Linked DNA regions of Sus scrofa: region 1 is linked to region 2. Evidence: chromatin contacts called from public HiChIP or PLAC-seq data. All regions are on one chromosome and are shown on one strand. Each heading gives the region's core, a stretch centred on a gene start, on an enhancer-like site or on the middle of the called end of the contact. The rest is flanking DNA. Distances are from core to core; before and after follow the strand shown.

What was found. HiChIP or PLAC-seq counts read pairs in DNA pulled down with a chosen protein or histone mark.
Region 1: a contact with region 2 is called in an H3K27ac HiChIP or PLAC-seq map of alveolar macrophages. The contact joins two enhancer-like sites. A contact is called at or near these places in 1 of 47 Hi-C or Micro-C datasets (fibroblasts) and 1 of 2 datasets of contacts at active chromatin or transcription factors (alveolar macrophages).

Annotation. Positions count from the first base shown.
Region 1 is chr16:46,327,766-46,335,621 of Sscrofa11.1, forward strand. No RefSeq gene overlaps it. Among named protein-coding and RNA genes, the nearest start is that of PIK3R1, 100 kb to the right of the region's middle. Within about 2 kb of position 1,691, at least 2 of the 83 cell types and tissues checked have an H3K27ac peak or open chromatin away from gene starts, as enhancers often do. A contact at or near this core is called in alveolar macrophages, where this site is marked.
Region 2 is chr16:45,692,002-45,699,297 of Sscrofa11.1, forward strand. No RefSeq gene overlaps it. Among named protein-coding and RNA genes, the nearest start is that of CD180, 110 kb to the left of the region's middle. Within about 2 kb of position 4,185, at least 10 of the 83 cell types and tissues checked have an H3K27ac peak or open chromatin away from gene starts, as enhancers often do. A contact at or near this core is called in alveolar macrophages, where this site is marked.

The sequences.
Region 1 (7,856 bases), core at 441-2,940, 630 kb after region 2:
ATGATAAGGTCAATAATGGGTCCGCTGGGACTTAGCTAAATGCATGGTAGCTAGGCAGTGATGCAATGTAGATTCTTAGAGGCACATTTTTTTAATATGGGGGAAAATGCACAGGGGGGGTTACATGAATCAGTCAAGGAGGAGTCAGAGCCTGGGTGTGCTCATTCCTAGCCCTGAGCTCTTTCCAGTACACCCTCCTCCTTCATAGTTTGTAGCAACAATGCAAGATCAGGTCTCTCCAGTCACCCACCAGCAAATCACACATTCGTTTCTGTGGTTGCACACTAAACTTTTTGGGAAAATAAGTCTCCAGGAACCTCATCAGAAAGTCCAAAATCATTTTAGATGTGGGCACTTAAACTAATGTTTAATGGATTAAGGGTGTCATTCAATAATTTGATAGACAGATTTGTTCCATGTTTAATTCCAAGCATGCAGACTTGATCTACTCAAAAACTGTTTCTAATTTCTCACCATCTGAGTTTATTGAAAATATCCTCAGTGTGACTCAAAATGCCAAGTTCAAGAAGATGTGATCATAAAAAAAATGTTATTATAGCTCTTCCTGAATATCCCCCACTTTCTCCATCTCTGGTTCAATCCCGAGTGTAAAACGCATGCAGGTGGAAACCTACTCCCAGAGAGAGGACCTCGCCTACTCCTATCTCAAGAAAGTTGACATTTGGGGTGGTGTGGGTTTCTATTTATTGAATTCATTGATCCTCAGATTTTCCTCATGGTAAAGGCAAGGGCAGCAAATGTCATAAGAAAGTCACATTTTCCAGTGTTTTCTTGGTATGCCTCACACAGTAACCATCCTCATAAAATGAATTTCTCTCTCAGCTCCTCAGAGCGTTGTGCCCAGTGTATGAACTTCTGAGCAGTCACCTAAGAACAAAAAGCACCATGAGAGTGATTTTCTTTTCCAGTCTGTGTTTTCAAGGTCTAGCTGTGAACTCGTTCCAGTCTGTGTTTTCAAGGTCTAGCTATGAACTCGTTCCTCATTAGCTGAAACTATAGAGATCCACAGGCATTCTCATCCTCGCTTACAAAAGGCCAAATTTTCAGGATATATGTCCCATCCTTTTTTGTTTGTTTTTAAGGGCTTTTTAATGGGGGAGCTCTCTAGTGAAGCAGAGCATTTTGACCTTCAAATAGAATTAAAAATGGGGAAGTTACCATAAAGGCTCAGCAGAAACAAATCTGACTAGCATCCATGAGGATGCAGGTTCGATCCCTGGCCTCGCTCAGTGGGTTGAGGATCCGGCTTTGCTGTGGCTGTTGTGTAGGCCAGCAGCCACAGCTCTGATTTGACCCCTAGCCTAGGAACCTCCATATGCTGTGGGTGTGGCCCCTAAAAATACAAAAAGAAAAAGAGAGATGAATGAATAAAAAGAATTGAAAACTCTGGAGAAAAAAAAATTCTTCCAACTTTTTGCTGAGAAGAGCCTAAAGAAGCTGCTGGAGAAGTTTACACAGAGTAGAAGATTTTAGCAAATACTGAAAGTAATTTGCTGTATGTGAACCTTAATTAAAAAAAATAGCCTAATATTTAGACAGCTTCTTCCACACAGAGATCTCCAAACATGAGCTCCCTGGTTCATCCAGCAGCCTTGGGGTCACTGACTCATCCCTTTCCTATGGGCAGAAGTTCTCGCCAACTCACATTCAGGGGGCTCCCTCCTCCACATCCCTAAACACAGTCCTTCTCTGTTTCCACTCTTGTTGAGATTCATTTCTGACTTCTCCTTTTTCCTCTCAGCAGTGCACAGAAATGGCCAACAGGTCCTGAGTTCATTCTGGCAGAACAGGCTTCAGTCAGCTGTTTTACAAGTGCTCCTAGAGACTGGATTCAACCCCTTCAGAGAGGAGTCCCCATAAGCTCCATTCAAGGTTATTTCTCCTAACTTACCAATCTAAATCCCTAGAGTTGGCCTTGTGTCCTACTTTTATATTTTCCATTTCATGAGATGAAGAATGGCTGGTCCCCCACTTCCTATGATCCCCTTGTATAAACTAGCCAATAGAAATTGGTTTATGTTTTTATTTTATCTCGCCAAGCAAAAGAATGTGGGTTTCTTTAATCTCTTTTCATTTGCTTTTTCTACCATCTTTTTTTCATTTTCTACCATCTTCATCAGTCTTTGCTTTCCTGCCTCCACTGGGGAGTTGCTAACCTAACATAGTCCTCTCTGTAGGGTCTAACCATTACTAGTTTGTTGGGAGATGTCCTTCTGGCTGCTTCATTGGTTTATGCTCCAGCCCTGAACTGACCTTTTGAAAACCAGTTTTGGTTTTCTGACTCATATTTTGATACCCAATTCCTTAAACATATGTAAAACCAATACTGCCTTTGTGCAGTCACTTTTTCTTCTTGCTCTGCAGCCACTCTCAGATGCCAGCATTCATTTGGCTTCCTCCAAACAGTTTGGCAAACAGGTTTTGAGCTCTGATGCCACTTTTCCCTGTGGCTCATCCCTAGTTTGAGGATATAACTCTGGCTATGGAGAAACTCTACCCAGGAAGTCCCCATAATTATCTAGCTTTTCTCTGTGTCTTCAGCATCCTTAACCACCAATACTGCCTGCTTTCCCACACTGCTCAGGGGAATTTAGAGAAATATATAGAGCTATATAATCAAGATCAGGTTCTCAAATCTTAGGTATAGACATTTATTTAAGGTAAAAAAAATTAATACGGTGAACATGTGAATGTCACTTATTTAATCGAAGAGTTCCCACTGTGGTAAAAGGGGATTGGCTCTGTCTGCAGCACCAGGATGCGGATTCAATCCCCCATCTGGCACAGAAGGTTAAGGATTTGGCATTGCCAAAGCTGCAGCACAGTTTGCAATTGTGGCTCAAATCTGATCCCTGGCCTGGAAATTCCATATGCTGTGGGGTGACCAAAAAATTTTTTAAAAATTAAAAAAAAATAATTTAAATGTTACTTAAATATCTATAAGCATTAATACAGGCACAAACTCCTTATATCTATAGCTGTTATACCAGTATCCAGCCAAAATAAAATTAAAAATTGTATATAAACCAAAAATGTGCAAAATTCAAATAAAGTCATTGAATGCAGACAATGAAGTTGTGTTGGAATGAAATCCTCTCACTCAATGTGAAAAGAGCACTATCTGCAATGGCAAAGATTCTTTTGAGTTTTTCATATCTATAGTGTTGTTTGTGATGTGATGATTCCATTTTAGTAGCATATTTTCCCATCAAAATTTCTGTAAAGCCTTTGACCTTGTCATGTCTTTGGAACTTCATTTGACTGGAACACATTATTTAGGGGTTAAATTTCTCTCTCTTCCTCTCTATTAGACCTCTAGGTTACTCTGCTGCAGTTTTCATTTCCATAGTGTCCCATCATATTATCAGTGCATTAAATCATTTACAAAATTATTACTTTATAAAAAAGATTTTCAGTTTAAAATATTTTGCCATTCAGATGAAATAATATAAATGTAGCAGTAGATGTAGGACATTGGTTATAGATCATAGGTAGCTTGAGAAGTTTCCCAACATTTTAAAAATTACTTGAAATTCCTTTAAGGATTGAAAAACCAACCTATAGGTACATTTGTAGATATAAAGATAAACGCAGATGCCCAAATCTGCCGACAAGGGTCCATCATCCAAATAATGAAAAATTTGCTTCTTTTTTTGTCATCTAAACAAAAATATAAAATTTAGAGTTTTTTTATTGGGACCTCACAGACTCTGGAGAATATGTCCATCAACTTTGGGTACAAAGAAATTCACTTTCAAGAATAGCGAAGACTTTTAGAGTAGAAAGGGGCCTTTGAAAATGCCTATGGAGATTAGGTCATCATAGTTCATCCCCTTCACTTGAAATGAGGGGATAGAGAACTAAGGAAGTTAGATTGTTGTTTAGCAAGAGATCCTGGTCTCCAGATTCCAAAGTCCCACCCCTTTCTACTATATCAACATTTACCAAGGAGTTTGACATTTAGGATGCCACCCCGCATATGTAATTTACCACACATAATTCACACACTCAAAGTCTCCTGACTCTCATAACATATTCTTATAAGCCAAAGTATTATATTCTTGACAACAAATCTTATAAAATTCTAGCATTTCACCTTAAGTGATTCTTTAATGAATATCTATTTCTGAAGACTATAATTATTAATAACCTCTGTATAAACTAACACTTCACTGCATTTGTCATAAGGTTACTTCTCACCAGTTTCAAAGATTGCCTAGAGCTTTTAATTTTTTAAGTGTGCTCATCTCTCTACCATTCTAAAGCTCCTCCATATTTCTCCTCAAATGATTCTCTTCTCTCAAGTCCAAGTTTCTTGTAAGTGGAGTATAAATTTCATGTCTCCATTTTTTTCAGTAACCCACATATGTGAGATTCTGTTTTCATTACTGTATTGAAATTGTCCGTTCAGAGGCCACACTGGACTCTTGCTATATCTAGTAGACTCCCTGCATTATTCTATTTACCTTCCTTTAGAACATAGGCCTTGTCCCTCAAACTTCTTCCCTGGTTTTTCCAGGGTTTCTCTATGTGCTCTCCTGATGGCAATTTTTCATCTTCCCTGGTTTATCTCCCCAATTTCATCAATATTGATATTCCTTAGGATTTGTCATTGTTCTTGTTCTTGCCTTAGGATGCATAATCTCTGTGGTAAATTCATGTGGATCCCATACACTAATGATGCCCAGATGCATCCCTGTAACCTATCTCTTTTCTCTTTCCCCAGAAAAGTATTTCTGGGAAATGAAAACTTTGAGAGAGAAGCATAAGATTCCATGCCTGCAAAAAGCCAGAGATAATAATAATAATTTCTGGGTGGGAGGAAAGAGAAAATGAAGAGTTTCAAGAAGGGAGTAGTCAGCTGGTTGAAATACCATGGTAATGTCCAATAAGATGGGAATCGAAGTACTTTTTTTGACTGAGCTAGTGGAAGGTCACTGGAACCTTGGCAAGAGCAATTTGGGATCAAATGTAGATTGAAAGGAGTTGACAAGTGAATTAGAAGAGAAGAAATACAGACTATGACTATGGAGAATGACAGCCACTTAACAGTGGAAGAAAGGGGAGATAGAGAAATGACTAGAGAGGAATCTAGGGTCAGAGGAAGGACGCATTTTTTTTAGCCAAAGAGAAGGAGCCAGGACAGAGAAGGGGAAAAGATACAAAAGAGAGGAAGCCACGTACCTGACCAATTTTCGGGCTATTGAGCCTTAAGGAGGAAAAGAACCACCTGTTCCATTGATTTGTTGTAACAGAGGTGAGTAATTGTGATACAGTTCTTGTTTTTCTCTTTGAAATATGAAAATAAGAGGCAAGGTTATCTGCAGTTCATAAGGAAGGTGGTGAGAGTTTGAGGAGAGTTGTGATTTTTAAAAGGACCTGACCAGGCTCATAATGTGTACACTATTCTAAAACACAGATCCAGTCATAATACTTTTGGGCTCCCAGTTTCCCACAGGATAAAATGCCTCCCCACAGCAAGTTCCACGGTGGAGTGTCCACCACACCTACAAACCATCAACCCCATCACCCCCCACCCCCCACCCCCGTTCCAGGTCCTAACATCACCATTCTCCAAACATGCCACATGCAAGAACCCTCGGCCTAGAATTCCCTCACCCTCACTTCTCTGCCTGGAAAACCTCCATCCACTTTTCAAAATTCAGTTTAAGAGTTTCTCATTGTTCCTGGATCGTCCTCACTTTTACTAACCTGTTTTCCTGTTACCTCACTTTCACACCTTCATTGTTTCTGCATCTACTTAGTTTCCCATCATCACTCTATGTCTGTATGGTATTTTAAATCCCCTCAGGATGTGTACTTTCAATTATTTAATTAACTAGCACATGAATATGTATTAAGCAATATCCAATCCATAATTTCAAGAAGCCCCCAGGGCACCAGGCAGCCATAATGCAGTGTGACTTGAGCTGTAACTGAACACTGACCAAGGATGAGGAGGGTACCTGAGGCCATCAGAGGCTTCAAGCATACCTGTGCCTGTGTCTTCCCCTCCTACAAAGAGCCCCATGGCAAGTTCCCTGAAGGCCAAGGCATAGCCTTGTCCAGTAGTGTGTGTGCCACATGGACCATCACCTTGGGGTGGCTCTGTAAATGTAAACTGGCCTTGTCTTGAAGAAGTCACTGTACAGCTCTTTCAGGAATGTCTGGGCTCCTAATGTAATCCATTTTAACTAGAAAGATTATTCCTTTTAAGGTTTTGTCCCTTTCTAAAATATCTGCTCATGGTCCTTGACAAAAAAATGTCCTCTCTGATGCCATCCTTACTACCCTCCCCACATCATCCATTTCTTGCTCTGTCTGCCATTTCCCTCTTCACAAGGACCCAGCCAGGGTCAAATTCCTCTCCTGTGCTCACCACCAAAGATTTGGCTTCTACTTTTCTTCACTTCCTTTTTCCATAGTAATATTTGTTGTTGTTGTTAAGTTGCCTGAAAAAGTCCACGATTATTGTGTAGGACTTCTTTCAATAGAATGGGCAGGAAGAAAGGAAAGAAGAGAGGAAGGAAGGAAGAGAGTGAGGGAGAGAGGGAAAGGAAAGGAAAGGAAAGAAGGAAGGAAGAGAAAGGAAAGGAAAGAAGGAAGGAAGGAAAGAAGAAGCAGGAAGGGAGGGAAGGGAAAAGTCCTGCCTTTTGGCTTTCAATCTAGTGTGACTTCTGTTTTAGGTACTGGAGTTGCTAAATAGGAGAGTCACTGTTATCTGTTTAATTCAAAAATCATGATTTTCCTGTGAACTGTTCTAATCTTGGCTTCAGCAGCAGATGGTCTTACACCTAAAATAAGACTAGCTTCACGCCTACTTGTTTTCTGTTTAAATTCTTTTTTATAGGATGATGAAAGGCTGCAGGTTAAAATGTTCACATTTGCTGTGATTACTTATTGCAGAAGTTTCCAGACTTGAAAGATGCAGCTGTAAAATATACAACAAAGCCTGCTTATCCATGTCTCGCCAGGCCTTGACACTGTTTGCATAGGGTCTAGCGGACCCAGGCACTCAGTACCTGTCTTAGTGCACTGGCCCATGATGGTTCAAGACACCAATTTTTTCTTAAGGTGGGAGTCATAGTCCTGTAATATGGAATATGGAATATTCCTGCAATTCTCTCTTTCTGACATCCAAGTCTTTCAGATTACACATACAATCTCCTTTCCTCCTAAGATTCATTTTCAGCAACAGGGCAACTGTTTGTACATTAGGGTTCCCTCTTTATCAAATAGGAGCACATTTGGAAGACCAATATTTCTTGAACAGATGAGACAAGAGTTCAAGTCTCATGTCAGAGTAGTGAGTAGTAGACAATCATAGGGACATTGGGTTTGGTCAACTGCAGGGTTCTTGTTTGGTTTTGCTGATGTGGACATGCAACTTTGGGGTGAAACCTAATTTTTCAGGACCACAGAAACATGGTTGAGAGCTGCCACCTTCTCAGCTCTTCCTGCAGGCTCATCCTTTGGCCTTCCTTCTAAGTAAACATCGATTAAATATTTTAACAGCACTCTTGAAAGAGGAGACAAATCACCAGCCTGTCCAGAGAATCCAGTGTCTTTTTCTCCTTGCTTGGTGGTAGCAGATAGCTCAGAACTCCTCACCGCCTAGCTTGTGTTGCTTTTCGTCTAACTCATTCCCTTATATCGTTGCCAGTGTTCAGACTCATCAGCCACTACTTTGATGACATGTATCCTCCCAAGGTCTTCTAGAATTTTCCCTCTTTTGACTTGGCATTCTACTTCTGAGAAAAATTTCAGTGTCAACTCTTTATTCCAGAATATGCTGAATAAAACTAGCTGGGCACCATTTCGGAGGTCCCCCCATG
Region 2 (7,296 bases), core at 2,935-5,434:
CCTTTTGTAACATTTAATTATTAGTATATAGAAATGCAACTGATTTCTGAATGTTAATCTTGTATCCTGCTACTTTGTTGAATTTGTGGATCAGTTCAGGTAGTTTTTGGGTTGAGTCCTCAGGGTTTTTCCATATATAGTATCATGTCATCTGCATACAGTAACAATTTCACCTCCTCTCTTCCAATTTGGACACCTTTTATTTCTTTTGTTTGTCTGATTTCTGTGGCTAGGACTTCTAATACTATGTTGAATAACAGTGGTGAGAGTAGGCATCCTTGTCTTGTTCCACATTTTAGTGAGAAGGCTTTCAGCTTTTCTCCATTGAGTATTATATTTGCTGTGGGTTTGTCATAAATGGCTTTTATTATGTTAATGTATGTTCCTTCTATACCCACTTTGGTGAGAGTTTTTATCATCAGTGGATGTTGGATTTTGTCAAATGCTTTTTTTGCATCTATTGAGATGATCATGTGGTTTTTGACTGTTCTTTTGTCAGTGTGGTGTATGACATCAATTGATTTGCATATGTTGAACCATCCTTATGAACTTGTGATGAATCAACTTGTTGTGTTTTTTTTTTTTTAATATATATGTTGTTGGATTTGGTTAGCTAAAATTTTGTTGAGAATTTTTGCCTTTGTATTCATCAGAGATACTGGCCTATAATTTTCTTTTTTGGTAGTATCTTTGGTTTTGGTATTAGGATGGATAGCAGCTTCATAGAATGTCTTTGGGAGTATTCCTTCTTCTTCAACCTTTTGGAAAAGTTTAAGAAGGATGGATATAAATTCTTTGTATGTTTGGTAGAATTCACTTGTGAAGCCATCTGCTCTTGGATTTTTGTTTGTATGAAGTGTTTTTTATGACATATTCAATTTCATTTGTAGTGATCTGTCTGTTCAATTGATCTATTTCTTCTTGACTCAGTTTTGGCAGCCTGTATGTCTCTAGAAAGTTGTCAGTTTCTTATAGGTTGTCAGATTTGTTGGCATATAATTATTCATAGTATTCACTCATGAATTTTTTATATTTCTTCAGTATCCATTGAAATTTCTCCTTTTTCATTTCTTATTTTGTTTATTTGAGTTCTTTCTTTCCTCTTCTTGGTGTATCTGGCCAGAGGTTTGTCAGTTTTGTTTTACCCTTTCAAAGAACCAACTCTTTTATTGATTTTCTTTCTATTATTGTTTTGAATTTCTATTTTATTGATTTCCTCTCTGATCTATATAGAACTGTAAAAGACCTAGAATTGCCAAAGCAATCCTGAGGGGGAAAAAAAAAACAAGCAGGAAGCATAACTCTCTCAGACTTCAGACGATATTGCAAAACTGCAGTAATCAAGACAGTGTGGTACTGGTACCAAAACAGACAGGCCAATGGAACATAACAGAGAACCCAGAAATAAACCCAGACACCTATGGGTTTGTCCTAGGTGATCTTGGACAAAGGAGGCAAGAATATGAAATGGGAAAGAGACTCTTCAGCAAGTGGTGCTGGGAAAACTGGACAGCTGCATGTAAATCAATTAAACTAGAACACACCCTCACACCATGCACAAAAATAAACTCAAAATGTCTTAAAGACTTAAATATAACAAAAGACACCATCAAACTCATAGAAAAGAACATAGGCAAAACATTCTCTGACATCAACTGTACAAATGTTTTCTTAGGTGAGTCTCCTAAGGCAACAGAAATAAAAACAAAAATAAACCAATGGGGCCTAATCAAACTTACAAGCTTTTGCACCACAAAGGAAACCATTAAAAAAAAAAGACAACCTATGGAATGGGAGAAAATTGTTTCAAATAATGTAATCTACGAGGGCTTAATCTCTAAAATATACAAATAATTTATACATCTCAACAGCCAAAAACCCAGTAAACCAATTGAAAAATGATCAGAAGATCTGAATAGACAATTCTCCAAAGAAGATGTACAGGTGTCCAATAGGCATGTGAAAAATTCTCAACATTATTAATTACTAGAGAAATGCAAATCAAAACTACAATGAGGTACCACCTCATATGGCCATCATTAACAAGTCAACAAATAACACATGCTGGAAATGGTGTAGACAAAGGGAACCCTCCTACACTGTTGTTGGGAATGTAAATTGGCATAACCACTATGGGAAACAGTATGGAGGTACCTCAGAAAACTAAACATAGAACTACCATATGACCCAGCAATCCCACTCTTGGGCATATATCCAGACAAAACTTTCCTTGAAAAAGATACATGCACCCCTACATATATTCATTGCAGCACTATTCACAATAGCCAAGACATGGAAACAATATAAATGTTCATTGACAGATGAATGGATTAAGAAGAGTGGTATATCTACATGATGGAATAGTACTCAGCCATAAAAAAGAACAAAATAATGCCATTTGCAGCAACATGGATGGAACTGGAGACTCTCATACTTAATGAAGTAAGTCAGAAAAGAGAAAGACAAATACCGTATGTCACTTATATCTGGTATCTAATATGTGGCACAAATGTACCTATCTACAGAAAAAACAATTAACTGATGGACTTGGGGAATAGACTTGTGATTGCCATGGGGGAAGATGGGATGGACTGGGAGTTTGAAGTTAGGAGATGCCATCTATTGCATTTGGAGTGGGTAAGCAGTGAGATCCTGCTATATAGCACAGGCAACTATATCTAGTCACTTGTGATAGGGCATGATGGAGGATGTGAAAAAAAGAATGTGTGTGTGCGCATATACATACATACATACATACATACATACATATATACGTATGTATGTATGACTGGGTCACTTTGCTGTATAGCAGAAATCAACAGAACATTGTAAATCAACTCTAATAAAAAATAAAAATCTTAATAAAAAAGAAAATTTAATCAGTTTGACAACATCAAAGAAACTTTTTGCTTATTTCATTTTGTTTAATAAAACATTAAAAATAAATATATCTCTTCAGTTATAGCCAGAAAATGAAATAAAACCCAGACAATAGAATCTCATTTGGATTTGTATGGGAGAAGAGACTAGCTCTTTAAGGAGCATCTGAATTGCCTTGCAATGAGGTGGAAAGGGCTAATTTGGAAGCAGACAGATCTCTTCTTCTCTCATTTCTAGATGTTACAAAATATAGAAGTCAGGTTGCCAAGGCAGACAGTGGGTCAGGGAGTGGGGTAGACTGGGAGTTTGGGGTTAGTAGATGCAAACTACGACATTTAGAATGGATTAGCAAAGAGGTCCTACTGTACAGCACAGGGAACTATATCCAGTCTCTTGGGATGAACCATGATGGAAGATAATATAAGAAAGGGAGTGTATATGTGTGTATGACGGTGTCACTTTACAGCAGAAATTGTCACAACATTTTAAGTCAACTATACTTTAATAAAAAAATCAAAATAGAGAAGTCAGACCATTGAAAAACTGGTTTTTAGAGTCCCAGACTTTTTTCAGAAAATATTCATTCATTACCAAACGACAGTACTGTTGGGTACCAACAATGTGATTCTACAACCTACATGGATATTGGCCAAAAAGCTGGCTAAGCAACTTGTGGGGAGGGAGAGTTCAACTACATCAACAGAGTGTTTTGATACTGTCTGTAAGCCTTTGGAGAATCAATGAATCTGAATGTCTAACTCAGAAATTGGGATTAATTTACTTTTTTTTTTTCTAAAAAACTTGACTTTTATATATTACGCATTTTTCATTTTATTCTTCCAGAAAATGGAAGGCAAGACTCTCTCTCTATACCCTAAGCATCTGTAGCTGCCTGAGAAGTCTTCCCACTGCCTCTGAGATTCAGCTTGCAGATGACATGGCTGGGGAGCAAGCAGGGACTTTGCTTGTCTTGGGGAAGAGAACTGGGCTCAGCAGACTCTCAGCACAAAGCCAGTTTATTCAGGTCACACTGTTGGCAAAGCAGCACATTGCTCTTTTGTGGGCATTGAGGAAATCACAATTGGTTGTCTGTTCCTTGATGGATACAGTAAAGAAGCAGAGTGGCCTCTTTTCCTCTAGCCTGGGACAGGAATTCAGAAGCTTTGCCTCTTGCCTCCAGTTCTCGCGCCAATGGCCCAGACCCTCTTGGCCCTCAAATCAGTCAGCCAAACCCTCTGTGACTCAGCTCCTTTCTTTGCAAATTGGGGGTGGTCAGATTAATTTGAGAGCTGTGAGACATGTTTGAAAGGCCTTTGAAAATCCTGGCTCATGCAGATGACTAGCTGTATCTGTGGTTTGGGAACTGGCACAAAGGTTGAGGAAATTTCCCTTTCTTAAGTGGAGGTCTGTGGCTTTCTGTGCAAAAGGTCAGGTTGGTGTGGCATAGAATTCCCCTTATTCCATCCCTTTCTTCTCAGGACCTGGGTGCGATGGTTAGGACTCTACCCCTGGCAGTCAGAGCACGTAAGCCCTACCATGTCCCAAGTCTCCAGAATCTCCTCTTATGTCACATAAAAATTTACTTTTTCAGTTCCTGTTGTGGTTTATTGGTTAAGAACCTGACATAGGGTCTGTGATGTGGGTTTTATCCTTGGCCTTTCTTGGTGGGTTAAGGATCTGGTGTTGCTATAAGCTGTGATATAGGTGGCAGATGAGGCTTGGATCTGGGGTTGACATGGCTGTGGCATAGCCCTGCAGCTGCAGTTTATCCCCTGGCCTGAGAACTTCCATATGCTGTAGATATGGCTGTAAAAAAAAAGGTTACTTCTAATTGTTAAAAGATACTTGGTGGTTTATGTAGAAGGAAATAGAATCAGTGAAACATCACATGACTTTGAAAATAATTGAGAAAATGGAAATGTCAACAACTTGAGTTAGCAGAAATAACTGTAACCAGTCCAGCCTATTGGGCTAAAGGCCCACCTAGACATTAAGTGCTTTGTTAGTGGCTCTCTATTGTTCTAGCCTTTCTGGGCAGTGATCTTGCATAGTATAATAAAAGCTACACACTTATTTTGAGTACTATACTTCCAAAAGAAAAAGAAAAAAAGAATGATTTCGGAGTTCCTGTTGTGGCACAGTGGAAATGAATCCGACTAGGAACCATGAGGTTGTGGGTTTGATCCCTGGCCTTGCTCAGTGGGTTAAGGATCTGGCATTGCTGTAGCTATGGCGTAGGCTGGCAGCAGCAGCTCCAATTGGACCCCTAGCCTGAGAATCTCCATATGCTGCAAGTGCGGCCCTAAAAAGGACCAAAAAAAAAAAAAAAAAAAAAGAAAAAGAAAAAAGGAATGATTTATTAAAAAATGTCCACAGCAAGGAGCTGTACCAATTAATAAATATGGAAGAGAACAATCACACAAATAAGTGTGATCAGTATAGGAATATTTAAGTAAATTTTGGTTCCTTCATGATATGTTATATATTGGTGAAGATCAGAATAGGGGGTAGGAGTGAGGGGATCCTTGATCCTTGACCACTGTTCTAATAAGCCATTGCTACTGGTAGGAGTTATCACTTTCATAAGGTATATTGAAACTGAAAGAAGAATAAAGATTATTCCCATATACTATTTTTGAAATGTTAACATTGAGGTTCATGCAAGGATGTGATATATGTGATATAATATTTATTAAAAATATTCTGTGAAGCCAGAGTAATCCTGAGAAAGAAAAATGGAGCGGGAGGAATCAGGCTTTGATAATACAAAGCTACAGTCATCAAAACAGTGTGGTACTCACATAAAAACAGAAATATATATCAGTGAAACAGGATAGAAAGCCCAGAAATAAACCACACACCTGTGGTCAGCTAATATACAGCTAAGGAGGCAGGAATATATAATGGAGAAAATATAGTCTTTTCAATAAGTGTTGCTGGGAAAACTGGACAGCTACATGGAAAATAATGAAATTTTTCTAATACCATGCATGAAAATAAATTCAAAATGGATTAAATACTTAAATATAAGGCCAGATACTAAAAAACTCGTAGAGGAAAACATAGGCTGAACACTCTCTTACATGTAAGGCAGCAATGTCTTCTCAGATTCACCTCCTGGGGTAGTGAAAATAAAAACAAAAATAAACAAGTGGGACCTAATTAAACTTAAAGTTTTTTGCACAGAAAAGGGAACCATAAACAAAATGAAAGGAAAACCCATAAAATTGGAGAAAATATTTGCATGAAGCAATCAACAAGGGATTAACCTTCAAAATAAACAAAAACTTCCTGGAGCTCAATATCAAAAAAACAAACAACCCAATCAAAACATGGGCAGAATATCTACATAGGCATTTCTCCAAAGAAGACATAAAGATAGATGCCAAAAACCACAGAAAATCTGCTCAAGAATGCTAATTATTAGAGAAACACAAATCAAACTAGTACGAGGTATCACCTTACACCAGCCAGAATGGCCATCATCAAAAAGTCTACAAACAATAAATGCTTGAGAGGGTGTGGAAAAAAGGGAATCCTCTTACACTGTTGGTGGGAATGTAAATTGGTGAAACCACTGTGGAAAATAGTATGGAGGCTCCTCAAAAATCTAAACATAGAACTACTGTATGATCCAGCAATCCCACTCCTGGGTGTCTATCCAGAGAAGACCAGAATTCAAAAATATACATGCACCCCAATATTCATTGTAGCACTATTTGCTATAAGACCAAGACATAGAAACAACCTAAATATCCAATGACAGAGGATGGATAAAGAAGATGTGTTACATATAAATACAGTGGAATATTACTCAGCCATAAAAAGAATGAAATAATCCATTTTAAGCAACATGGATAGACCTAGAGATTATCATACTAAGTGAAGTTAGACAGTGAAAGACAAATATCATATGATATCACTTATATATGGCATCTAAAAAAAAAGGATACAAATGAACTTATTTACAGAACTGAAACAGACTCACAAACTTTGAAGAACTTATGGTACCAAAGGGGAGAGGTGGGGAGGGGAGTGACAGACCATGGGTTTGGGACTCCCATATGCACACTGTGGTATCTGGAATGATTGGCCAATGGGAACCTGCTGTATAACACAGAGAACTCTGTCCAATATTCTGTGTTAATCTATTTGGGAAAAGACTATGAAAGGGAATAGATATGTGTACATGTATAACTGAGTCACTTTTTTGTGCAGCAGAAATTATCACAATGTTTTAAATCAACTATACTTCAATAAAACTTCAAAAAAATGAAAGAAATATCCCTTGAACAATGATTTTATCTGTGTAAAAAGGCATACATATATCCATACTACTCTCCAAAATGCACTCAGAGTGATGGATAATGATGTAGATTGCTTTCAAATATTTATTTATTATAAAACATAAAGTTT